Regions from separate parts of the Mus musculus genome. Here regions 1, 2 and 4 are each linked to region 3. Evidence: chromatin contacts called from public ChIA-PET and HiChIP or PLAC-seq data. All regions are on one chromosome and are shown on one strand. Each heading gives the region's core, a stretch centred on a gene start, on an enhancer-like site or on the middle of the called end of the contact. The rest is flanking DNA. Distances are from core to core; before and after follow the strand shown.

Region 1 (6,169 bases), core at 1,958-4,457, 150 kb before region 3:
GGTGGTTGACTAACAAGCCTCTTGCTCCAGGCCATCACCATTATGATAAAATGTGTCATCCTGTACCTTGATGCAGAACAAATCCTTCCTTCTGCAATGGCATCTTGTGGATATTGTGTCATAGCAGGAAGAAAAGTAGCTAACAGAGACACCAAGATGATGTCACCTGTGGCAAAATCTACTGCCTGTGAAACCTTACACAGAGTTATTGAAATATATATCTACCTTCAAACTATGCTCCAGGAAGAACGTGCTGAGCCTGGGGAGCTGGAGAGGGAGAGAGGCCATTATGGCCATCACAATACCATCAACATGTCACAGTAGCCAGGTCCCTCTGCCAAGTACTCATATCTCTGCTTGGCTGAACACCAGCCTAGGCTAAGGTACAGTTAGAAAGAATAGCAGTTTCATTGGAAGGAACTGACAGAAAACAACCCTTCATGTGAGCTTCACTGGGAGAAAGACTCTGGATGACAGGCCTTCATGATTGGAATTTGAAGTGGCAGAACATTAGGTGAGACACCACACTGTGACCACGGGCAGTTACCATGGCGTCTTGAAGGGCAAGAAAGTCTTTCCTTAAAATGCCAGTATGTTAGGAGAGTTTGGACATTGTGCTTGAAATAGCATCTCTGGGTCCTGAATGGAGACAGATCCTTTAGTTCTGGAGAACAAAGGGGCTTTCTAACTTTGATAGGTTTGCAGGGATGGTAGCAAGCTTCATACCATGTGACCTAGCTTGGAACCATGGTGGTGGGCAATAGGAGGAACCGTAAACTTATCCTGCTGTGGCCAGGAGGGGGGTGTGGGAGAGGTTACAAGGCCCCATCACAGTACATGGACTCTGTCACCTGAGGGATGTGGCTTGATTTCTGGGAGAGAAAGAAAGACAAACAGAGGGGCTGTCACATATCAGATGCCAGGGCAGAATTTCCCAGGTGGTTGGTTCAGTGTAGCCAAGATGTCCTCCATCTCCCAACCATAGCTTTCCTGATACAGATGTTGTTCAGTCTCATGAGGCAGTGAGATCACTGGTTCCCATAAATTGAGTGTTGGTTTGTTTGTTTTAACAAAATCTTAATTGTTCAATTTTACCAATGAAGACTCAGGAGTCAGAAGCTAGAATGAAAGCCTGCTAGCTCAGAGAGGTACAGAAAGCACCTAGCTGACCTTCTTCTTCAGCAGATGCCCCAGGAGAAATGCCCCTCTCTCAAAAAACCTCCTTCAAACTCAATATCCTTCCTTTCTACTTCCTGTGAGTCTCTCTATCTGTCTTCCTGGCTCCCTCTTACTCTCTATGGTTTTCCTAATAATCCTGTGTCCACTCCCTGTCAACTGGTTGCTTGCTCTGCTTCTTGACCTATGGTTGACTTCATTAATCCAGTTTACAACATTCAATCAGAGAGCTCTTGTATTAAAGGTGTGTGCTAAGGCTGAGCCACACCACAGCTAAATAAGAATCTCAAGACGCACAGTGTGATCAAATAACCTGTGACAAATAAGGTGTGGGCAGATTTGCGCTTTGCAGCAAGCATATGCTTTTTGCTTTGTTGTCTTATACTTAAAAGGATGTCCTTAATCTATGAGTTTCATTAATACAAACGTGGCTAGAAACACCGTCCCCTCACTGTCCTAGTCACATACTTGGCTATGCTGCTGTGTCGCATACCTCAGTACCTGTGTCACCTCATTCAACATGTCATGGTTCATAGCCAACACATCTTCCACACAACTAGCATCAGTGATGTACCTTGGGCACTTTGACCAGGTGTCTTTATCATTTTTCTGAGTTCTCCGTTTACTTTTGAGGAGCCAAGACATTAGTTTTTTCACCCAGGGTAACAGTGAGGGTTTGGAAACTTTAGTGTGGGGGAATTCACAGCTGTAATGAAAGAACATATCCAGTTTCCTCCAAAGCAGAATTCTCACATCAGTGTTAACAGTGTCACTGTGCTGTGCGGGGTTGGAGAGCCAGTGTGAGGAAGGAAAGTTAAATCACCCAATGTTAAGCCTGGAGGTGGTGGCCATGCCTTTAATCCCAGCACTTGGGAGGCTGAAGCAGGCACATCTCCGAGTTTGAGGTCAGCCTGTTGTACATAGCAATTTCCAGAACAACCCAGAGAAACCCTGTCTGGAAAAACCAAGCCAAACAAACAAACAAACACAAATAATCCAGTGTCAGACAAGGGTCAAAGGTGTCCAGGAATCAGAGCTGAAGCTAGATCCCTTGGCAGGACAGAATTAGCCAAGCAATGGGAACCAGGCATACATTTGTAAACCCATCCCTAGAAGTTGCAGCCAGAAGGCAGTGTGGAGCAGGTGCATCACCACCCAACCATCAGGTGCTGTGTCCAACCCTTCAGTGCCAACTTTCTCTCCCATTAGTGCCTCTGAATACATGCTGTGCCCTTCCTTCTGTCTCAGCAGACACCTGGGTTTGCTAATTTCTCACTTTCTCACCTGGTGTGCCCTCTCACATCAGAGTGATCAGAGAGATGTGACTCAGACAGAAAGCCAGAGCTCATATCTGAAGGGTGTACACTAGCTTGGTGGTAATGATGGCTGAACATACCATTCCAATGACCAGTTGCACTTAGCCCCAAGATACACACACTCTATGAGAGTTCTGGGGGAACCAAGTCACCAATGCCACCCCTAAATTATTGTCAGGACCTCCCTCTCTGAGACAGAAATTTTTGTCACCCATATTATTCCCATTCTCCTCTCCTTCCCTCTTTTTTTTTTCTTTCATCATTTCTCCTTCCTTGACTGTGCTAGTCATGGAGGAAATTGTTAAATATGCTTTGGATTTCAACTTGAGGACCAGCAACGTGGCTCATCAGTACGTAAAGTCCCTGGTCACCAAGCCTGATAACTTGAGCTTCATCCCTGGGGCCCATATAGTAAAAGTCCAGAACAAATTGACTCCCAAAAGTTGTTCTCTGACCCCAACACTGCACCATGACACACACACACACACACACACACACACACACACACACACACACACACACACACCTCCTTACCACTTACAAATTAATATGATTAATTTTAACTTGGTCTTTTTATTCCTAAGTGTGTGTAAGTTGCTGGTCCGTGGCTCAGCACAGACACCTATATTCTTGCCACTTCCCCCTCTCAGCACTGTGACACTCTACTGGAAACAATCCGGGAGGCAACACCCCCAAGCTTTGTCATTCTGTCACATCTAGCTGAGGACTCATATCTTCCATCCACCCAAACAACAGACGTTTTTCCGGTTCTCTTGTGAACACTGTGTTTTACCACCAACACTAATACATTTTGGTTGCAAGTTGGGTTGCCAGAGTTAGCAAAGAAAAACACAGCCACCCGGTTGTGTTTCTGCTTCAGATAAGCCAGGACAAAGCAGTACATGTCTCATGTAATATCTGGAACATACTTAGGATTTTTTTTAATGTCATTGTTTATTTGAATTTCAAGTTTGACTGGATGCCCTGTGTTTTTCCCTAGCACCAATAGCAGCAAAACACTGTTGTTATTGGTTTAGGTAACTGAGAAGCCTAGAGGCTGCACTGCCTTTAGCATAGCCAGATTTGGGAACCTAAAAGGTGTTACCAAGAACACAGTTTTCTCCTTTCCCTCCATTAAGTTGTCCTCTGCTAAGTCCCTACATTTTTAAGATAGGGTTTAGTACTTGTAGAGCAAGACAGCTCATGTTAGTTCATTTTTAGACAAGGCCTCAATATTTAGCTTAGGCTAGCCTGGAACCCCTGACATTCTCTTGCCTCTGCTTCGGACTCCTGAGTGCTGTCATTACAGCTGTGTGCCCCACACATGGTGAAACAGATAAATGTTAAAGGACAGTAATAGATGGATAGTTGTTTGTTTGTTTGTTTGTTTGTTTGTTTGTTTGTTTGTCTTGTAGTCAAAATATCTGAAGGGTAAAGGAAAATGGTAGAGAACTTTCAGGAAATTTCTTCCATTTTCATCCTTATGCTAAATAGACTTCATTTGTAAGTTTAACTTTAGTCTAAGAGAGGTAGTTAGGACCTATTTAAGACCAGTGATGAGCTTTTAAGAGAGTAGGTTTCAGCAAGAGATGTCAACGTTGTATAATGCTTTCTTTGTTGGAAAAAGCACTCGGTATAGAGGCATAACCTATGACTCATTCCTTCCCCCAGGCCTGGAGACCCCGTCTTGCAATGCTCATTGAGAATGTGGTCTAAGCTGGATGCCCAGATTTCTAAAATGCTGAGGTTGCCCTCAAGCAGTTCATGTCCCACTGGAATAAACAGATAGACACTTGTAAGATAGTGTGGCAGGGGCTGGAGAGGTGGCTCATTAGGTAAGACCACTGGCTACTGTTCCAGAAACCTAGGATCCATTTCCAGGACCTATGTGAGGGCTCACACCTCTGTAACTCTAGTCCCAGGGAATCTGACGCCCTCTTCTGGTTTCCTTGGGCACTGCATGTATATGGCACACAGATGTATGTAGGCATTTGCACATACACACATTAAATAAATAAACAAATGTTTTAAAGACAGTGTGGCTAGTGTACTGCATTATGACCATCCAAGGTATATTCACAAAACAATCCACAACAGGAATCCACAACAGTGAAAAGTGTTATAACCATCACCACCCCCCAAAAAACATGGCACTCTTTGAAAATGTTGCTTTCATGAAGAGAATCTTAACATCAGATGGCATTATATATTTGTACATATGCCAACTGTGGCTCCACTAACATTAGCTACAACACTGCTTAAAATGAATGGAATTTGCAAATGTTGATATATCCTACATATTTTAAATGGTAATATGACTTGACCACAAATTCCTCTGAAGCAAGCATAAGAAATAGGATATTTAATGAGGAGAGGTATTTAATAGGCCAGTTATTATGTAACTCAATGCTCAAGTTAGTGAAAAATACATTAAAAAAATACAAAACAAACAAACTAGTTATTAGAAGCATCAAGTGAGTTGTTTTGGACATAGCCTGTACCACAGTGCCTGGGTCAGAGAACATTTGTGAAGCAGCGAGCCATTCTGTCACCAAGAGTTAGTGGGAACTCTTGGATTCTAGTCTTGGCTCTTTCACAAAGTAACCAAGTGCCACAGGTAGTTGATCAAACTCTCTGGGCTTTATTTCTTATCCAGTAGAATTAAAGGTAGGGCTTATTGGGGAGTTTTAACTTTATCTGATCACATTACTCATTGTTAAAATGCAGTATCACTTGGAAGCTGAACATAAAGTGAAGCAGTTTAGGCGGGTGCGTGTGCGTGTGCGTGTTCGTGTGTGTGTGCGTGTGTGTGTGCGTGTATGTGTGTGTGTGTGTGTGTAAGAGAGTGTGTGTGTAAGAGTGTGTGTGTGTGAGTGTGTGTGAGAGAGTGTGTGTGAATGTGTATGAGAGTGTGTGTGACTGTGTGTGCAAGTGTGTATGAGAGTGTGTATGTGTGTGTGTGCCCATGCGAGTGTGTGTGTGGGGCACGTGTGCATTTGTATCAGTGTTTGTGTATGTGCACACGCTTATGAACTTGCCGTGGTCAGCCTACAGTCACCTCCTTGGATCATAGAATTTGACACCTTCTGATCTAAGGCCATTTCCTGCTCTCACACGGGAAGAGCCTACCCTGCAAACCACTTGGCCATGAAATAATGCTTAGATGGAAAAAGATGAGACGCCAAGCTGGAGAGCATTAACACACCACCCTTCTTTGTCTGTGGAAAAATATGGCTTTAAAAAAGAAGTAGAACATTTTAAACTGATCAAACTTGACAGTGACTCTGCAGTCAGAAATGAAAGAGTGAACATTTCTTTGTTCTGATTCCATTGTATTGTAGAGCAATTTCCTAAGTGGACAAAAGATAAATGATGTGGAAGCAGAGCCATGCCTTCTCAAAGAACCCCAGGGGCGACATCACCACTCACAAAAGAGCTGGCTTTTCTCCTTTGGTTAAGGCTCTCAGCCAAAACATCACAGAGGAAATCCCCAGACATAGGAAAGTTGAGCTTGTTCCTGCACAGCCTGCTTTACTGATAACGTGTGTGGTTATGGTGGGAACTGAGACACCACTCCCTGACTTGAGACCTCGAGCACATTTTCCATCCTCTGCCAGTAACAGGCAAGTTTTGGCTGGGGCGAATGTTATCCCTGCTCACCCAGGGCCATTGCTTGA
Region 2 (5,626 bases), core at 2,307-4,806, 180 kb before region 3:
AACCTCTTAAGGCAATTCTGTATCCATTCTAGCCTAGGATTGGAACAGGCGACAGGGCCCATCCTTCTCACAGGAGAGAAAACCTGAGACTTTGAGGGTCACAAGCAGACCTGGGCTGTCAGCCAAGGACTTCTGTGGGCCTCTCCCACTTTATCGAAGCCTGAGGCAGCTGCCTAATTATCTCTGGCTTTAAAAGCATAGACACACACAACCCATGCAGACTCCTTACACGTAAGGGAGCTCCCTCTGGTCCAGACTTCGATAGAGGAACAGCTGTCAGTCTGGGGTGCCTCTCTGTGATAAGGAAAGGGCACACTCACCTTGCTGGTGAGGGCGAGAGGGAGGTGGCTCTGGATGTTTGTAGCCCCTCTCAAGTTTCTCTTTAACAATAATGTCCTTCCAATCTCTTACAACCAAGAAGAAATGGGAAGCTGGGTTTTCTTGGATTTGTTCCAGTCTGAGCAGCTGGAATCTACTGGACATGCTCGGTCACTCTCTCCTGAGACAGGACAGCTGGGTCAGGGCAACCACTACATTGAGAAGCCTCACTCCCACCCTGCTTCCCACCTCATGTCGGGGCAGGCTCCCTGGCAAGGCAGGCCTTGCCCCCTATGCCCTGCTCCCCTTCTTGCTAAGGCTGGTATAATTTCCCAACACTTAAGAGTTTTTGGTTTCTTTGTTTGTTTGTTTTTGGAAAATCTTCACACCATATCAAACATATTAAAGGCATCCACATCAATTTTATTTTGTGTTTGGCCAATGTGAACAAGCAGTAGTTGTTAGTAATCTAGCTATAAAAAAAAATGATGTCTATAATTCTGCCTTTGAAATAATTTGTTACAAATTCATTTTATGAAGGGCTAGGCTTTCTTCATAATTGGTCAGCAAGCTGTAAAGAAAAGGACTTATTGTTTTAAGCATCATGATTTTGTTTATGAAGTCCCAACTTATTCATGAAACTAGCATGCCATTTTTTGTAGGTATTTAATTGAGTCTACTTAAATTCAATTGGGCTGTTTTCTTTCTCTGCTTTGTTTGGAGCTCCTCACAAATTTTACAGGGACCTGAAATGTTTCCTTAGACTGGCCAGGTCTAAAAAATGTCAGGCGATGCCAGAGCAGGCTGTATAGAAGCTGCCCGGGGACCCTTACCAGCCGTCTCCACACTTTGCTTCCTTCCTGCATTTTCTTACCTCCAGGGACCCAGTTTTAACCAGCAATTGGTTTCCATGGTGACAGGGAATGTCCATCTAGGGAAAAAACTTGGCAGAAACATCAGGTCTAGGAGCTTTCTTAAAATGACTAAAATTTAAATGTAGGAGGTGGAGTACATAATGAGTAAAGCAGGGAAATTATGTAGAGTAGTCAGGATTGAAGAAAGGTGTGTGTGTGTGTGTGTGTGTGTGTGTGTGTGTGTGTGTGTGTGAGAGAGAGAGAGAGAGAGAGAGAGAGAGAGAGAGAGAGAGAGAGAGAGAGAATAGATGGTGGGAGCACGGTAGCTATAGCTATACACAAGTGCCAAATGGTCCTTCCTCCCTGACAGCACTGCTCCTTATCGGGGCCCTCTGGACAAATCATTTCACATCCATGTGCCTGCATTTGGGTTGGTATTCTAGCCACTGCTAGATTAAGTTGGCTGCTTGAGTCGAGTGTTTAGCACAGGGCTTGGCACAAGTTGGACACTCAGTGTATGTGTGTGTGTGTGTGTGTGTGTGTGTGTGTCGTACATATGTGTATATGTGCACACTTGTGCCCTAGTGTGAAGGCCAGAGGAGTGTGTCAGGTGCCTATCACTGTGTTCCCTATCCCGTAAGACAAGGCCACTCACTTGACCTAAAGCTTGCTGCTTTGTTTAGACTGACTGGCCAGTAAGCTCCCAGGATCCACCTGTCTCTACTCAGAATTGGAATTACAGGTGCTTGTGGCCGTGCCCCAGTTTCTCACATGGGTGCTGGAGATTGAGCTTGTCTTCATAGTTGTCCTATAAACATGTATGTACATACATGCATATACATGTATGTATATAATACATAAATAAAACTCAGTAAGCATATATATATACATATCAAAACAACAGGTATTATTTAATTATAAAAAGCACAGGTCTAAGGTCTCCCTTGGTGTCTCTGTCTCATGAAGTATGGAATGACTGACCCTCTCTTCTGTTTGTTCTATGGGACAGTGTCTCACTATGTAGCCTAGGCTAGCCTTAGACTCACACCCACCTGTCTCGGGCTCCCAACAGCCTGAGATAATGGAGATTATAGGGATGCACCAACACGTACAGTTTTCCAAATGGTTAAGGTGAAAGTGAGAGCCCTTAGTATGCACAGCTCTCAGACACAGAGCCAGGAGCGGACACTAAAGAAAAGTTGAGGGATGCAAATAGCAGTCTGTATTGGAATGCCATCTAGGAGGCCCCAGGGCAGGTGACCATGCAGCAGTTAGAACCAATGTATTGAACTTGTCATTCTCAAACTGACCTGTGCACTGAACCCCTGCCCCAGAGTCCTCCACTAGATGCTGGAATCCCTTAAGGGACAGAGAGAGGGTAGATTACCCGAAAGATGAGTCAGGCTACGTGCGAGGTGTCAGGCACAGACATTGCTTCCAACTCTACATTGGCCTGACTTAGCACATGCAACCTCTGAATGTGAGGAACTTTGGAATGGGTACAGAAACTAGCAGGATGCTCCTAGGACCTTGCCTGTCCACCCAACACTGTCTTCACAACACTGGGGTTACAGTCAATTCTGGCCCTGCCCCTTTTTATACTGGTGTGGGGACTCAAACTCAAGTCCTCATGCTTGCGCCGTAAGAGCTCTTACCCATTGAGCCATCTTCCTAGTTCCACCCTTAAACATACAGAGACAAAATAGTAGGCACAGTCAAGTTTAAAGTCTGCTCTTCTGGGGCAAACGAGGAAGAAATAAAAGTTTCAAAACCAAAGAAAGTGACAGAGGAAGCAGAGACCATCATCTGTTCCAGTGGAAGAAAGACTGTGGGTTTACCCAGCACTATCACGCCCACCCACTCAGACGCCACAGTAGGCGGCACAGGCTCCCGCTTGCCCTTCCAAGTCTGCCCACAGTGCCTTGCTCTGGCCTCCCTTCCTGGCCCACCTATTCCCGTCTGCTGGGCTACAGGAAAGACTTTCAGTGAACTCATCTTTGACTCCCAAGTGCATAACATAGTGTCCAGCACAGAAAGAGTTGTTGGTAGAACTTGATCCAATCAGAGTTATTCTGAAACGAAGAAAATAAGAGATAGGGAAGAGAAAGCCCCCCGTGGCTGGGAGTACAGTGACTGAGTGACCTTGGACAGGTGGTAGCTTAGCCTCTCCAAACTTTCTGTTTCCTTGTCTGTGAAATGGGTACATGATTGCTCTGACCTGAAATGCTTGTTGTGAGTGTTCCCTGAGTCAAAATATTCAAATGCACTTAGACTGCCCCCATTCATAATAAGTCTAGAGGAAGTAATCTACTGCTTACCCAACGGGGCAGGAGGAGGAACCTGTTGGAGACAGGCAACTTTTGCCATGTACTGTGGCCAAGGGACTTCAAAGTCAGCAAACATCAGAGGGTGACATTTAACTTTTACAGAACAAACAGAGCATCAGGTGCTGGCCCTTTACAAGCCAGAGCAGGAAATGGGCGAGTTGACATGGTGACTTAAGAAGTCCCACAGTGGCAGGTGGAAGCTGGTGTTTTGAGGGGAAATCTGATGATCTGATGTGTGTGTTGATGTCAGGAGGCCAGGGGAAAAGTGTGGGTGGGTGTGTTTGTGGGAGAAGAGAGTAGAAATTTCTTGGTGTATCACAGAGCTGCCTTGTAGTATATGACTCAGTGTGTGAGCAAGAAGTGACTGCTTTGTTGCATTAAAGCTTCCATAATTCAAAAGATTCAGTGCAGTGGCCGTGTGGTGAGATTTCAGAGATTTAGAGGAAACTGAGATTTTTTAGTGGACAAGACCCAAAAAAACCTGCCAGATAATATCAAGAGGAGACAGACAGTGGAATGAGCTTTTTGGCTTTATCGCTCAAAGTTCATCTTCCTTTCTTATGGAAATGGAACACAGACCAGTTCTGATGGCATGAGATTGGGGGCTGACTTGTGAGTAACCTAGACCTGTGATTGGTTCTCATTAACCACTCTCAGAAGGTGGTCAAGAAGTGGAAAACAGGACAGGTTGTCAATTATGCAAATGTTATGACCGAAAGGGAAACCACTCTGGCCCGGCCCTCCCTCTAGGTGATTATAGACTTCGGTGCAGAAAGCTCAGCTCCCCTCCCTTCTGTTGGGAGTACTCTCTATAGGACCAAGACTGACTGGAACTCACTATCCCCCTGCTGCTGCCTGCCAGGCGCTGGGATCGAAGGACAGTTAAACGGCAGTAAGGGCTGCTCTCACACTCTTCCTCTCCTGGAATGCCATCCTCTCCCTGGCCTTTGCCTAGAAACTTTTCTGCCGCTCCTCAAAAACTGACTTCTGCTCCTGCTCTCTTGGTTTCTCTTGTTCTTGCTTTCCCTTCCACCTTCTCTCTCCATTCCCTTCCCCCTCTCTCGCCACGTGCTCATGGCCAGCCTCTATTACTCTTCTCTATTCTCTCTGCCTTTCTCTGCCTCTACTACCCTCTTAACTTCCCTCCATATGCCCTGAATAAACTCTATTCTATACTAAAAAACAAACAAACAAAACAAACAAAAACAAACAAACAAAAAACCCAAAGAAACAAAGAAACAATCACCTGACTCCCTAGGGCTTACTACTTGCTACTCTTCTGAGAGAAAGGGATTTTTGTCATCAGAAGGAGTCTTGTTATTGTGGGAACCACTGAGCTCTGATAGCTGACCCACAGGTATGATCAGCATTGAACGAATACTCAGTGTTGCACAATTGGTTGGGCAAGCCCTGTGGCTTGGATCAGTCTGGGTTTGTACAAATGTTCCCCAACCAGATTCTAATGCTGATGAAACCATCTTTGTGGACACAGAAGAATGTACTCAGCACTCTTGACTCATGTCCCCAGTTATCCAGCTGTGGACACATGTTCACTTTTCATCCCTTTGGCCTCAAGAGCCACGGGACCACCAAGCAAGAAGCCTCAAGAAGAAGGCATGTGAAGACAGTTAGGACCTTTTAACATTTGGGTGTTTGAGGGGATCCTTAACCAATGCTTTGTGGTGTGTCTGGAGTTCTCAAGTTAGAATCTGAGAGATGAGGAAAGAAATGAAGAGACAACTAGCCCGTGTGCTTGTTAGCATCTTTTGATCAACTTCATACAATCTGGAGTCATCTGAGAAGAAAGAAAATGCCTCCATCAGATTGGCATGTGGGCAAGTCTGTGAGGCATTTTCTTAATTTATGAGTGAAATGGAAAGACCCAGCCCACCATGAGTGATGCCTCTGGGCAGTTAGCCCTGGGATGTATACAAAAGCAAATTGAGCAAGCCAGAGGAACAAGCCAGTAGGTAGTATTCCTTCATGGCCTCTGCTTTGGTTCCTGTCTCCAGGTTCCTGCCTCGAGTTCCTGCTCTGGGTTCTCTCAAAGATGTAGAAGTGTAAGCTGAATAAATCCTTTCCTCCCCAAATTGCTTTTTGTCATGGTGCTTATCATACCAATAGAAT
Region 3 (6,059 bases), core at 1,547-4,046:
ACTCAGGAAGGCATTCAGAAAGTTTCCAATTCTGAATCTTTACGGGTTTGGATGCTGGGACTCTGTATGTACCTTTCTTCCAAAGAGCTGAGTGACTGCCAAGGGAAAGCTCTGGGCAAAGCAGGCTGGGGCCCCAGGGAATGCCAGCACGAATGACTGTGACAGCATGAATGACTGTGAGCCAGGCCGTTCTCACTGTCCAGCTGTGCTCACATCCTTCTGGCACTCTCTCAGCACTCGTCAGAGATACTTCTAGTGGTTCCTCTGCAGTAGCCATGGCTATGTGGCCAGAGCCAGCTACAATCCATCCATCTCACTGTTCATCACTCGGTCCTACCTGGGGTCTTCAATCTTACGCTGTCCCCTAACTATATTCTAGCTTGCTGAGAGGCAGAGACCACGCCACTGAGACCTGCCTTTTGCCTTTTGCAGATGTGTGCACAGCACACTAAGACCAGCACACAGGGTCCAGGACAGCCCAGGAATTCTGAGAAGCGGCCATTTGGGAAAATGGAATTAGAAAATACTATGTGTAACTACAAAGAGTTATCTGATGCATAGCTTTAGTTTATGCTGAGTATTATGACGTGTGTGTTGTTAGGGTTGAGCCCAGGGCCATGCACTATGTTCGCTTCCAGCCCGCGTCAGGTCGGAAGGCACTTGCTGTCTCATTCTCCCTCAGGAGATGAGTCGGTCAGAATTTTAATTAGATCAAACTCTCAGTTATTTTATCCCTCCTCCTCCTTTTGTTCCTCCTCCTCTTATTCCTCCTCTTCTTCCTCTTCCTCCTCCTCCTTTTGTTGTTCCTCCTCTTCCTCCTCCTCTTCTTCCTCTTCCTCCTCCTCCTTTTGTTCCTCCTCCTCTTCCTCCTCCTCCCCATCTCTTCCTCCTTCTGGGCGTCTGCTTACAAGGACACATGAGCAGGTGCAAGAAGCATGCATGGTGACACATGTGCTACCCACAAGAACCCATGAGCCCTGTGGGATGTGTACAGCCATCTGCTCACAGCACCTACTTAGAGTCTGCCCTGGTGTGTGACTTAGACATCCACAAAAACACCTTCTAACACCCAGACTGAAGAAGCACATGGAAGCTGTACACATGTTGTCAAGATGAAGTAACTTCACAGAAATAAATATACAGATGTGAGAGGATAAAGCTAAGAAATACGAGGGAATCATTAGAAATCAAGCTGGCAAGAGTGGGTGTTGACATAAAATGAGTTTTCACCCAGGACACGGGGTAGGTAGCGTGATCCTTCTATAACAGAGGCCCCCAGAGGGTGACCTCAGACTAGCTTACCTGTTAGCACTGTCGCTCGCCAGCTGGATCCCACAATCTATCTGCAGCACTGTTTTATAGTCCACATATGCGTTCCTGTATTGCTCTAAGGTCTCATAGGCCATTGCTCGCCGCAGAAGAGGCTTCACTGAGAACGGATGAAGTTCCAGAGCCCTAAGAGGACAAGACAGTACGCGTCATTTACCTGAGAAGGATCCGTTAATTTGTATTTAGCAATGCAGACTGCAGTGCTGGACCCCTATGCATCACACCTGATATTTCACCCTGGGGTCCTGGCAATCTATCAGAAAGACAAACCCAAAGTTAAACAGCTATCATATTGTCCTTGAACCCACCGACTAGAAAGCATTCTACTGTCTTCGGGCCACAATGAGGTGTGAGTTTAGAAATAAAAGTCTCACAGCTAAGGAAATGGACCTGAGGCTCCCTGCACCACATAAAAGCAAGCACACATATCTGCCTGCTATGCCGAGCTTAAGAGGTGGAGACAGATTTGCTGGGGCTCACTGGCCAGTCTGAGGGGGTCCTTAAGCTGGCAGTTCCGAGGTCAGTGAATGTCTTAGTCTTAAACAATAAAATGGGGAGTGGCTGTGGAAGATGCTGAGCGCTGGCCTACACACACAGACACACACACATAACACACACAGAGACACAGACACACACGCAACACACACATACACAACACACGCACAGAGACACAGACACACACATAACACACACACATTCTTTTTTTTTTTAAAGATTTATTTATTGTTATATGTAAGTACACTGTAGCTGTCTTTAGACACACCAAAAGAGGGCATCAGATCTCATTGTGGGTGGTTGTGAGCCATCACGTGGTTGCTGGGATTTGAACTCAGGACCTTTGGAAGAGCAGTCAGTGCTCTTATCCACTGAGCCATCTCTCCAGCCCACACACATACACACACATTCTTAATCGTATCCATATATTTAACAAGGTGCCTTACTACTAAACCACAAGAACTTGCATGGTTTTTTTTATCAACTTTCTAACACTATCTATGGTTCATTTCTATTGATTATAAAAAGGGTATCAGCAACAAACCAGAAGAGAACCTGGGACTAAGCATACAACTGTTTATGAGTCATGAGTTTTCATCTTGCACTTTCAGTATCACTACATATAAATTTTATCTGCGAGGCCAGAGAGTGTGGAGGTGTTCCCCGCCACACCTGCATCACCTCCATCCCAGGCTGCTTTCATTGCTCAAGATACCACAGGGCCAATCAAGATGGCCCAAGCTTGGAATCTAAATTGACAAAATGGGACACAAAACTCTTAGTACTTCCTAACATAGGAAATGAAGGGTTAGGGTTTTCATTCTTTGACTACATCTTGAAAATGAGTGTGAGCCTGCGAATGGAAATGCCATTGAAGAAAACAGTCTCCAACCACAACCACAGACAGGTGTTGGGCATCAAAGAGCTCACCAGGAAGCCGGCTGTGACCCTCAGGCGTTTCCTGTGGGCAAGTCTGTCAGAAGTTGGCAAAAACACACAGAGGCGGAGAATGACTAGGCAACTTTAGCCTCTCTAGATACTCTAAATAGGAAGCTGTCCGTACGTGTGTGTGTGTGTGTGTGTGTGTGTGTGTGTGTGTCCGTACGTGTGTGTGTCCGTACGCGTGTGTGTGTCCGTACGTGTGTGTGTGTGTGTGTGTGTGTGTGTGTGTGTGTGTGTGTCCGTACGTGTGTGTCCGTACGTGTGTGTGTGTGTGTCCGTACGTGTGTGTCCGTACGTGTGTGTGTGTGTGTGTGTGTCCGTACGTGTGTGTGTGTGTGTGTGTCCGTACGTGTGTGTGTGTGTGTGTGTGTGTCCGTACGTGTGTGTGTCCGTACGTGTGTGTCCGTACGTGTGTGTGTGTGTGTGTCCGTACGTGTGTGTGCGTGCACTTGTGAGCGCCCATGTTTCCAACAACTTCAAGAGTTCTTCTGACAACAGAAGTATGATGTGGTTTGGGGTGTTTCTTGTTGTTATTTGTTTGTTTTCTTTTGGCTGATAAACAATTATGCAAAAATCTCCACTTTTTAAAACATTGTTTCTCCCAGTTTTGCTTAGGCATGATAGCTTCTTTATCTCACATGGAGCCTGCAAACTAAAATGTGGAGAAGCTGAGGAACGAGGGGCCCAGAGCCTCATGCATACCCCCAAACTTCCCAAGAGTGATTGCGCAAACAACCTCTGGAAAACACTGCCTCTCCAGAGATACAAAAAAGTTTATCTTCAGACTGGAGAGTCAGTCAGCGGCTAAACCCACTGCTGTTCTTGTAGAGGACCAGAGTTCTTAGCACCCACATAGGAAGGCTTCACAACCGCCTGTTACCCCAGCTCCAGGGGGTCTGATACCTTCTTCTGGCCTCCTTAGGTACTAGACATCCATACACAGACACACACATACACAAACACATTGTTTTCAGATCTTGGACTGGAGAGATGGCTTAGCTGTTAGGACCTGGGCCTGATTCCAGCACCCACGGAAGGCAACTCACAACCACCCATAACCCCAGATCTTCAGGCATTCACATGTGCTACACATGCACACACATGTGACACACACATGCATACTCATGCACAAACATGTGGCACACACATACACACACATGGTTTAAGTTCCTTAAAAAATTAAATACTATAAACAATATCTTCACAGGTAAAAAGGTTTCCCTAGTTTAAAATGTCTGGTTTGGTTTTTCTGAGTCAGAATTTAATGGAGCCCATGCTGGCCTCAAACTCTGAAGCTTAGGATAACCTTCAGCTCCTAATCCCACTGCCTCCATCTCCAAATTGCTGGGATTACAAGTGTGAGACATGACTCCTGGCTTCCCTTCCAAAGTTTGATTTATAATCCCAATTATCTGTTAAAAAGAGCTATGGAACTCCTCAGAATGCAAAGATTATTTCTGAAAACTAAATAAGAAGGCTCTTTGAAAATGCATGCAGTCTTTGGAGCTAGAAGTGAAGGTTACACATTTTACTAATAAACTATTCCTTGTTCATGTAGATTCAAATATATCCATAGTTGAGCATGCTCCTGAAGGCACCTCATGTCTTCTTTCCCATTAAACCTGGAGAGGACAGGGACTCCACTGGAAGACCAGCAGACTCAACTAACCTGAACCGTTGAGGGTTCCCAGAGACTGAACCACCAACCCAAGAACATACAAGGGCTAGAACTAGCCACCCCCCCCCCACACACACACACACAGAGATGTGCAGCCTGGTCTTCATACAGGTTCCCCAACAACTGGAGAGGGGACCATCCCTAAGTCTGTTGCCTGCCTGTGGAGCCTGCTCCCCTAACTGGGCTGGCTTATCTGGCTTCAGTGGGAAAAGATTACATAGTCCTGTGGTGACTTGAGGCACCAGAGTGGGTTGATACCCAGGGGGGACCTCCCCCTTCTCAGAGAAGGGGGTAGGGGGAGAGGGGAGGAGGCTGTGTGAGGAGGACTTGGAGGAGGGATGATGTAAATTAAATGAATGAATGAACAAAATAAATAAATAAATGAAAAAAATCTGAGAATACAAGCATCCTACTAGATACCATCTCCAGCTTGTCCTGCTGTGACGCTCACCAGGTATCACAGAAAACAGCTAAGTAGGTCAGCCTCCACAGAGGTCAGCCTTGACTAGCAGAGCCACATTCCTGGGCTAAGAACACAGGTCTGAGGTCACGCTCCTAAGCTAAGGCCCTCCTCCCTTCCCAGCAGGCCCTCTGCTCTCCTCCAGGACCATCTTCCTCCTCCAGCCCCAGGGCGCAGGCCTGGAGTCCCATGTGGGTTTCCTCTGAGGAAGGACATTAGAAAGAAGTGCTTAGGTGAGAGGATGCTCACTGCCAGTCACAGCACACCTGCCCCACACTCAGCGGCCCTCTGAGCCACAGCAATGGCAAACATTGACAGGTTCTGTGGGGAATGAGCTAAGATTCGGGCCATCTGATTGTGTTCACAGTAGTATACTTATGCCACGACAGACTGCAAGCTGCCCACCTGATGTCCATTAACTCACAAACTCCTAAAAACAAAGCAGTTAGCCAATGGGAACCAGCATGACTGTGGATGGAGACAGGCCAAACCAAAAGATAAACGCTAGTCTATTAAACTCCAATCTATACTGGCAAAACCAAAACCACCATGCAATGTAAAGCCTTTTCAGACACTGGAAGCACCGACACCATCAAGCTTAATCCACATCAACAAGCTGACCAAGTCAATGAAGGAAACTGTTTGCCTTATAAACAGGCCTCACAGATTTATTGTCCAGACTTCTGAGAGTGAAAGGCGTGGCGCACTCTAACTATATAAAACAGCAGGAGGAAACCAGGCCTGTGTCAGTCAGTCTAGAACATCACTTCTTATTGTTTTCAGATGTGCTAACTAGTGACTTCTTGCCATAAGGTTTATCACTTAATGGTAAAAGAAAACAAAACGTTTGATTGGTGTGCCTATATTCATCCAGCCTTGCAGGTTACTGAGTACCGTCTAGAGTGAGATGCCGCAGAGGGCCCAGACACTAAATCCACTACACCGAATGGGCTGGGAGTCTACAGGTGCAACAGGACCAGGACCAGTGTTAGAGCCTTTGATGCCCAGGGCACCAGGAGAAACCTACCACGTAGGCTAGCAGCTGGGCAGAGCTGAGAGTACAACCCTTATCTAGAACAAGGTGGGTAAAGGCCTCGAACACGGGGCAGTGAGAGGAAGGAAGTGGTCCAGTTTGGGGAGCAGGTGGTGCCAAGG
Region 4 (6,261 bases), core at 1,217-3,716, 230 kb before region 3:
GCCTCTATAAAAAGACAGGCATAGTGGAATGCACTTGTAATCCCAACACTGGGGAAGTGGAGACAGCCCTGAGGCTCACTGGCCTACGTAGCATAAATGGTGAGCCGCAGGTCACAGTGTGAGATCCCATCTCCAAAGCAGAAGAAGATGGCAGCTCCAGAAAAACAATGCTGCCGGGCGTGGTGGCGCTCACCTTTAATCCCAGCAGCACTCAGGAGGCAGAGGCAGGTGGATTTCTGAGTTCGAGGCCAGCCTGGTCTACAGACAGGACAGCCAGGGCTACACAGAGAAACCCTGTCTCAAAAACAAAACAAAACAAAAACACCCCCCCCCAAAACAAAAACAAAAACAGAAAAACAATGCCCAGCTCCTGAGGGTGGCAGCCTAGGCTGTCCTCTGGCCTCCACACACAAACCCATACTCAGTACACATATATTCAAAACCATGACACTACACGATTTCCCCTATTTCTGTGGGCCTTCATTTCTGAAGGTTTGACTTTTGAATCATGCTCATTTCATGCTAGCCCATCATTTGGTGTGGAGACAGTCCTGAGCCTGGCGGGAGTAAAGAAGACATACGCTTCCTTCTTCCTACCCTCTAAGTTTCCCTGAGGTAGGCTGGTCCCGACTAGGTTTTGAGTTGACTCTAGTCTCTCTCCTCAGCTGCAATGTCAGTCCTGCACTGGCCCGGGTAGTGTGAGGTTAGATCTCCAGAAGGCTCAGCGCTATGTGAACAGTTCAGGGTGCCATGCAGGGGAGAGGAATGCACCACCTCACCTACAGACTTTACCTTCCCCCACTCTGGGCAGCCTTTAGCCTCTAGCCTCGGGGCCACATGCCTGGCTCCTAGAACCAGAGGGAGCCTACCCTGCTTCTATGCAAACACTGTGTTCAAGGACCACCCATGCCCTGTGCATCCCACCACCTCTGTATGGCCTCAGCCAAACTGCTGGCCTCCCTATGCCTCACAGGAAACCAGGTGCCGATGCCTGCCCCGAGGCTCCTAACTGGGAGTAGGTGAGACCCAGCTCAAGGGGCTCAGCCCTGGTCTGGCTGCAGTGGGAAGCCATAAGCATCTACAGGACCGGTGCTAAGCATGCAGTAGGCGGCACTCCTGTGTCTGTGCGGGTTCTGCACTTCAGGCTTCTGGCCCTAGCTCCGTGACCTGCAGACCTGCAGGACCTCAGAAGCACAGAGCTCACAGTCCCTAAGGCATCTCCATCAGATGCTGTCACCGTGACTGTCCAGTTCCTTTAGATTCAGCCACTCACACAAGGTTGCACAGCCAAGGAGAATTCGTGGAGGGTGTGAAGGTGGAAGAGGGGAGGTGGACAGAGCTATCTGGGGACCCTGGAACTCAGCCAGAGCGGTTACTACCTTTCACTTGTCCTAGGCCCTGTTCCAACCTCCAGCCCACTCACCTATGAACTGGACAGGCCACCACCCAGAATCCTAGAGCCTAAATACCAAAGCAGAAAGCCTCTTTCCTGCTGGAACCTGGCTTCATCTTTTTTTCTAGGGGACAGGAGAGGCTACTACCCACTGCCTAGAAGAGTCAGATCTGGGGCAGGAGATTAAAGAACAAACTGTGTGCTGGGTGTAGGGAAGCACACCTGCGATCCCAGCACTCAGGAGACTGAGGCAGGGGATGGTTTGTTCCACGCCAGGCTGCGTTACATGGTGATACCCTGTCTCAGGCAAGCAAACATCAACAACACATGTGCTATAAAGAAATGTAATTAGGAGGAGGAGGAGGAGGAAGAGAAGACCTGGCTAACAGAATTGCTTCTTGTAGTAATTTGTGTCAATTTCCCCTAATTCAGAGGACTTGGTGAGAAACTTTTAAACTCATTACAGAAAAGATTCTTTTGAGCCACCAGGGTTTTCTAGAAGTCACATGGCAATGTCACTTTCACATATTAAAACCGAAGCTTGCATTCAGCATTTTCAAAAGCTTCCTGGCGTAGAGACAGCCAGCAGGCCTTCCGTGGGCTGGCTCCCAGGCCTGGGCGAGGTTTCACTGTCCCGTGGAAGGAAAGCCAATGGCAAACTACAGGCTTGGGCTCAGACCTGAAGCCATCCAAAAGGGGGAAAAAAAAGGCTCAGAAAGCCACAGGGAATAACTGATGTCTGTCAGTGGCTCTGTTCTCTTGTTGCTGGGGGGTGCAGGCAGCAGGCAGAGCCCGGTGAGAATGTGAACCCAGCCAGGAGGGACCCCGCCAGGGGGACCTAGCCCCCTCCACATACTGGCCTCACTGGTTCCTGGGGCTCTGTTGGATGGAGACCAAACCCATCCCCAGAAAGAGCCAGAAGCAGGAATCACCACAGTGGCACATCTGCAGAGCTCTGAGCCCCACACAGAAGTCGGGGATGCAGTTCCCGTGGCGACAGCCCCTGGCTGCCATGGACGTGGGATCAGATTTTTTATTTCCTGGGTTCAGAGGAGACCCAGTGTAGAGGGTATAGGGCCTGGCACAGCATGCTGTGTGTGTGTGTGTGGGGGGTGTCTTTGTGTATGTGTGTATGTCTTTGTATCTCTGTGCGTCAGTATGTGTCTTTGTGGGTGTGTGTATGTGTCTATGTGTTTGTGTCTATGTGTGTGTGTATCTGTCTGTGTGTCTGTCTTTGTGTGCACAGATATTTTTGCAGACAACAGGAAGTTTCAGAACCCAGCCTGCCTCTCGCTGTGACTCAGCAGCACTTTCTCCTCACCGAGGGGGCAGCTGAGCAGCAGAGAAAGGCACCTTCTCTGGTCCAGTCCGCCCTGCCACTCAGCCCTACTGCTCTCCCTTAGTTCTGTCTGCTCAACTGCTTGCCGTGTTTCCAGAAATGTTTGGCTCCCAGGGCCACCGTGATCCCACACATAAGCAGAACAGACTCCTGCCACCCACCATTTTGTAATACTGCTGTGGATCTAACCCCAAGCCCAGACTGTGCTTCAGAGAGATGCTCGTAGACCAGCAAAGGGACATCTGTGTGGGACACACTGACAGCGTCCTGATTCCTCCCTGCTGCAAAGTGTGGACTGCAGTCTCCAAAGACCGTCTGCAGTCCTGTCGCAGGGTCAGGAGACACCGTGGCTTATTGTCAAGTGGAGTGTCTGGTTCACAGGAAACTCAAGGAGCTAAACCAGCCATCCCTCCTCTTCCCGCGTCCTCTTCCTGATCCTCCAGTGACAGCAGGATCCACCCCTCTAGACCCATTCATTCAGCACAAATGTGACCTGTAGATTAAACAAATCAGCAGATGCTCCCGGTCCACAGCAGTACTGAGGACATTGTCTGCATGAACAGGCATTTGCCTGTAAGTCACAGACCAGATGTCCTCTCTGCCATCAAAATTTCAAAAAGTGGGCCTGTGTGTGTGTGTGTGTGTGTGTGTGTGTGTGTGTGTGTGTGTGTGTGTGTGTGTAATTGCAGCATCAGGGCTTGGAAGCAGGCCCTGTCTGATGTGCTATATCTGTCACTCACCTGTACTGTGTCCTCACCTTCTCTCATTCTCACATTCCTCATCTGTCCAACGGCTATGAGGGCAGCGACTCCACCACACTGGCTGAGCAAGTAGGGGTTAAATGAGATACTGCAAACAAAGTGTGTCTTTCTCTAGACAGCACTCACAGGAATAAGCAAGTGGAGATTGTTACAGGTCACTCCCAGCCCAGGACTTTTACCTTGTCCTCTCAAGGGAACAAATCTGAAGCTACTGTCTCTCCAGCCTCAGTCTGTTCCCTGCTTCCCAGCTGGATCTTTCTCTTGAAGAGCCCTTGTTGTTGGTCTTTGAGAAAGCCAGCCCACCTCTCAGCTGCCAGCTCCTTCATATGTCCCTGTGTCTGTGCGAGTGTGGTGCTCACTGGCCGGCCCAAGGATGAGCTGGGGTGCCGTGTGGTCACATGGGGTCACAGGCCAGATGTGGAAACGTGGGTTCTGACAAGCTTGGAGCTTTGAGTTCTATTATGCCCTGGGATGTAGGACGTCGTCAGTCAAACCCTCTGCCCTCTCTCTGCTCAGGGCTGTGGGATGGACCTCAGGCAAGCCCTCTACCCTCTCTCTGCTTGGTCAGAGCTATAGGACCCAAGCTGTTCCCAGAGCTGATTTGAACACCTAGTAATCAGCTGTGGTAGTTACCTACTAAAACCAACATGCCTAAGCCAGGGTTTCTCAACCTGTGGATTGCGACCCCCTTGGGTTGAATGACCCTTTTACAGCGGTCACCTAAGGCTATCAAAAAATATAAATATCTGCATTATAATTCATAACTAGCACAGTTACAGTTATGAAGTAATAAGAAAATGATTTATGGTTGAGGTTCACCACAGCATGAGGTATTAAAGGGTCACAGCACTAGGAAGGCTGAGAACCACTGTTCTAAATACTGGCTCAGCTAGCTTCTGCTGCAGAGGTACTGTGGCACCAGGCATTGGCAAATACCCAAACCTCAGGCACTCTCTTGAGCTGGGTAAGGCCTCCACCTCATGCATTCACTGGCTCAGACCTTGTAGAGGGACACTCAGAGATGAGGCTAGCTCTCAGAAGGCCTTGGCTAAGTGAGGCTGCCTTCAAGGGCATCTCTTCTGCTCACTAGGAAGTTACAAATGTGTTGGGGATGGGGTGGGGTCTTGGTGTTTGCTGTCCCATGGGTCACCATGGACCCATGTCACTTGATCATGGGAATTGTTTTCACATGAACACTCTGTATATCATCAACATGTTACAGAAGATGTAAATACTTCAGAGCCCAGTTGCCAGGTACACATTCCCTGTCCAGACCAAGCCAGCAACATGTATGGGTCCCTCCTTCCCTGTCTGGAAGAGAAGCCCTGAAGATGTTCATCATGCTCAGAGCTTGGAAAGGCTCTGTGTCTGTCATGACTCCTTGGGCACAGCATTTAGGAAGACTTTGAGGCACCCAAAGAGGTACAGAACCTCTTCCACAGCATCATGATAACCCTGACCACCCTCAAACCCACTTCCTACATCCCAGCGATGCAAGGCTGAAGCTGACAAGGACACTAGGTCCAGCTGCTCAGACATCCAAGGTTATCTCTGCCTCCAGGGAGAGTCTGCTGGGGTGCAGTCTGTTGAGACAGGCCAGATGGTCACTCAGGGAGGCCTTGGATTCCTGCTGCATTTGTTGCAGCCTTCGGACTCCCACAGTGAGGATTAAAAACCGCTAGTCTCTTTCTGAGGCTGTGACAGTACCCAATGTTCCAGATAGCAAAGTAGGAACACCTTCTTCAAAACCACCAGAAAGCAAGTACAAACGGCATTTCTTGGTCTCTATCTTACCAGTGAGTTTATATCCTTATTTATTTTAGAACTGTGTTCTTTGTGAATACAGCCCAGTGGGAATCCCCCTACCCCGGGGTGGGGCTTGGGTGTCGCCCAGGCATCTGTTCCTGTCCCTTGTTGTGTTAGGACTAGCACAGTATGCCGAACACTGTGACCATAAAGTGTCCATTCTCTGTGAGCTCTCCTCTGCCAGGAATTTACATGAACATTATCAGGAATCAATGTTGCAGGAGTCATGACTATAAGAAATCACTAACACTTATGACACTTTCCAAGTGTGTGAGGTGTGGTACTCAGTACCATGTAACTAGTACCTCATTATTCCTTCCTCACGCGCTGCCTCCAGAGCCTTCTTGCTCCTTCTGGTTCCCCGGGTTAGTCCATCCTCAGGTTAGTCCATCCTCAGGTTAGTCACTCATCCTCTGCCTGGGGCAAGCAAAGGCCAGGAGTTGAGGACCGCACTCTGAACTTGGGGAGCCAAATCAGCCAACCTCCAGCATTCAGACCCATCTGGTTCCTCACCTCCTGGCTTCTGGGTCTCAGCCTGCCAGCCGCACCTGAGACTTTACCAGGAGATCCTCAAGTTTGTGTGTTACAAGTGATGGTCACATATGACTGCCAGTCCAAGTCACTATTGAGGGGTCTGGCAATGAGTAATGACATCTCATTCCACAAGTAACAGAGCTGTAGGCGCTCTCCCAGACGGCTCAGCTCTGCTACCTTCAGTTCGTTCCCACCCTGTGGTGTTTAGTCTCTGAACTGTGTTTCCTCTTAGCCCCATAGCTCAGGTTTGGAAGCCGACACTAGCTTTTATCAACTGAGTAAGGCAGGGGGCAAGAGTATTTTGTTTTTTTAGCTTTACTTTGACAACATTTTTCCGCAGATCTGTGGGTAGGAACCGTGAGGTCACCGAGCACTGACACTGATTTCACACTTTTTCACCCATGGCTGAAGAGGGGGCTCAGTGGTTA

What was found. ChIA-PET counts read pairs in DNA pulled down with a chosen protein or histone mark. HiChIP or PLAC-seq counts read pairs in DNA pulled down with a chosen protein or histone mark.
Region 1: a contact with region 3 is called in an RNA polymerase II ChIA-PET map of effector CD8 T cells, with 31 read pairs. The contact joins two enhancer-like sites. A contact is called at or near these places in 1 of 484 Hi-C or Micro-C datasets (liver), 4 of 115 datasets of contacts at active chromatin or transcription factors (bone marrow-derived macrophages, effector CD8 T cells, memory CD8 T cells and 1 more) and 1 of 9 other capture datasets (pancreatic islet).
Region 2: a contact with region 3 is called in a BATF HiChIP or PLAC-seq map of CD8 T cells, with 5 read pairs. The contact joins two enhancer-like sites. A contact is called at or near these places in 1 of 115 datasets of contacts at active chromatin or transcription factors (CD8 T cells) and 4 of 9 other capture datasets (adipose tissue, embryonic stem cells, liver and 1 more).
Region 4: an H3K27ac HiChIP or PLAC-seq map of regulatory T cells shows a contact between it and region 3, with 5 times the contacts expected there. The contact joins two enhancer-like sites. A contact is called at or near these places in 1 of 39 promoter capture datasets (hippocampal neurons), 3 of 115 datasets of contacts at active chromatin or transcription factors (bone marrow-derived macrophages, pancreatic cancer cells and regulatory T cells) and 1 of 9 other capture datasets (adipose tissue).

Annotation. Positions count from the first base shown.
Region 1 is chr15:36,361,314-36,367,482 of GRCm38.p6, reverse strand. Gm33936 (a long non-coding RNA gene) reads left to right here. Exons shown (of 8, transcript XR_383927.2): 1 at 1-514. Among named protein-coding and RNA genes, the nearest start is that of Gm33936, 4.1 kb to the left of the region's middle. Within about 2 kb of position 3,207, at least 35 of the 459 cell types and tissues checked have an H3K27ac peak or open chromatin away from gene starts, as enhancers often do. A contact at or near this core is called in effector CD8 T cells and memory CD8 T cells, where this site is marked.
Region 2 is chr15:36,394,406-36,400,031 of GRCm38.p6, reverse strand. No RefSeq gene overlaps it. Among named protein-coding and RNA genes, the nearest start is that of Gm34150, 23 kb to the right of the region's middle. Within about 2 kb of position 3,556, at least 54 of the 459 cell types and tissues checked have an H3K27ac peak or open chromatin away from gene starts, as enhancers often do. A contact at or near this core is called in CD8 T cells, where this site is marked.
Region 3 is chr15:36,211,563-36,217,621 of GRCm38.p6, reverse strand. Spag1 (sperm associated antigen 1) reads right to left here. Exons shown (of 20, transcript NM_001359982.1): 14 at 1,303-1,455. Among named protein-coding and RNA genes, the nearest start is that of Gm41293, 3.5 kb to the right of the region's middle. Within about 2 kb of position 2,796, at least 84 of the 459 cell types and tissues checked have an H3K27ac peak or open chromatin away from gene starts, as enhancers often do. A contact at or near this core is called in CD8 T cells, effector CD8 T cells, memory CD8 T cells and 1 more, where this site is marked.
Region 4 is chr15:36,445,421-36,451,681 of GRCm38.p6, reverse strand. No RefSeq gene overlaps it. Among named protein-coding and RNA genes, the nearest start is that of Gm34316, 8.0 kb to the left of the region's middle. Within about 2 kb of position 2,466, at least 63 of the 459 cell types and tissues checked have an H3K27ac peak or open chromatin away from gene starts, as enhancers often do. A contact at or near this core is called in regulatory T cells, where this site is marked.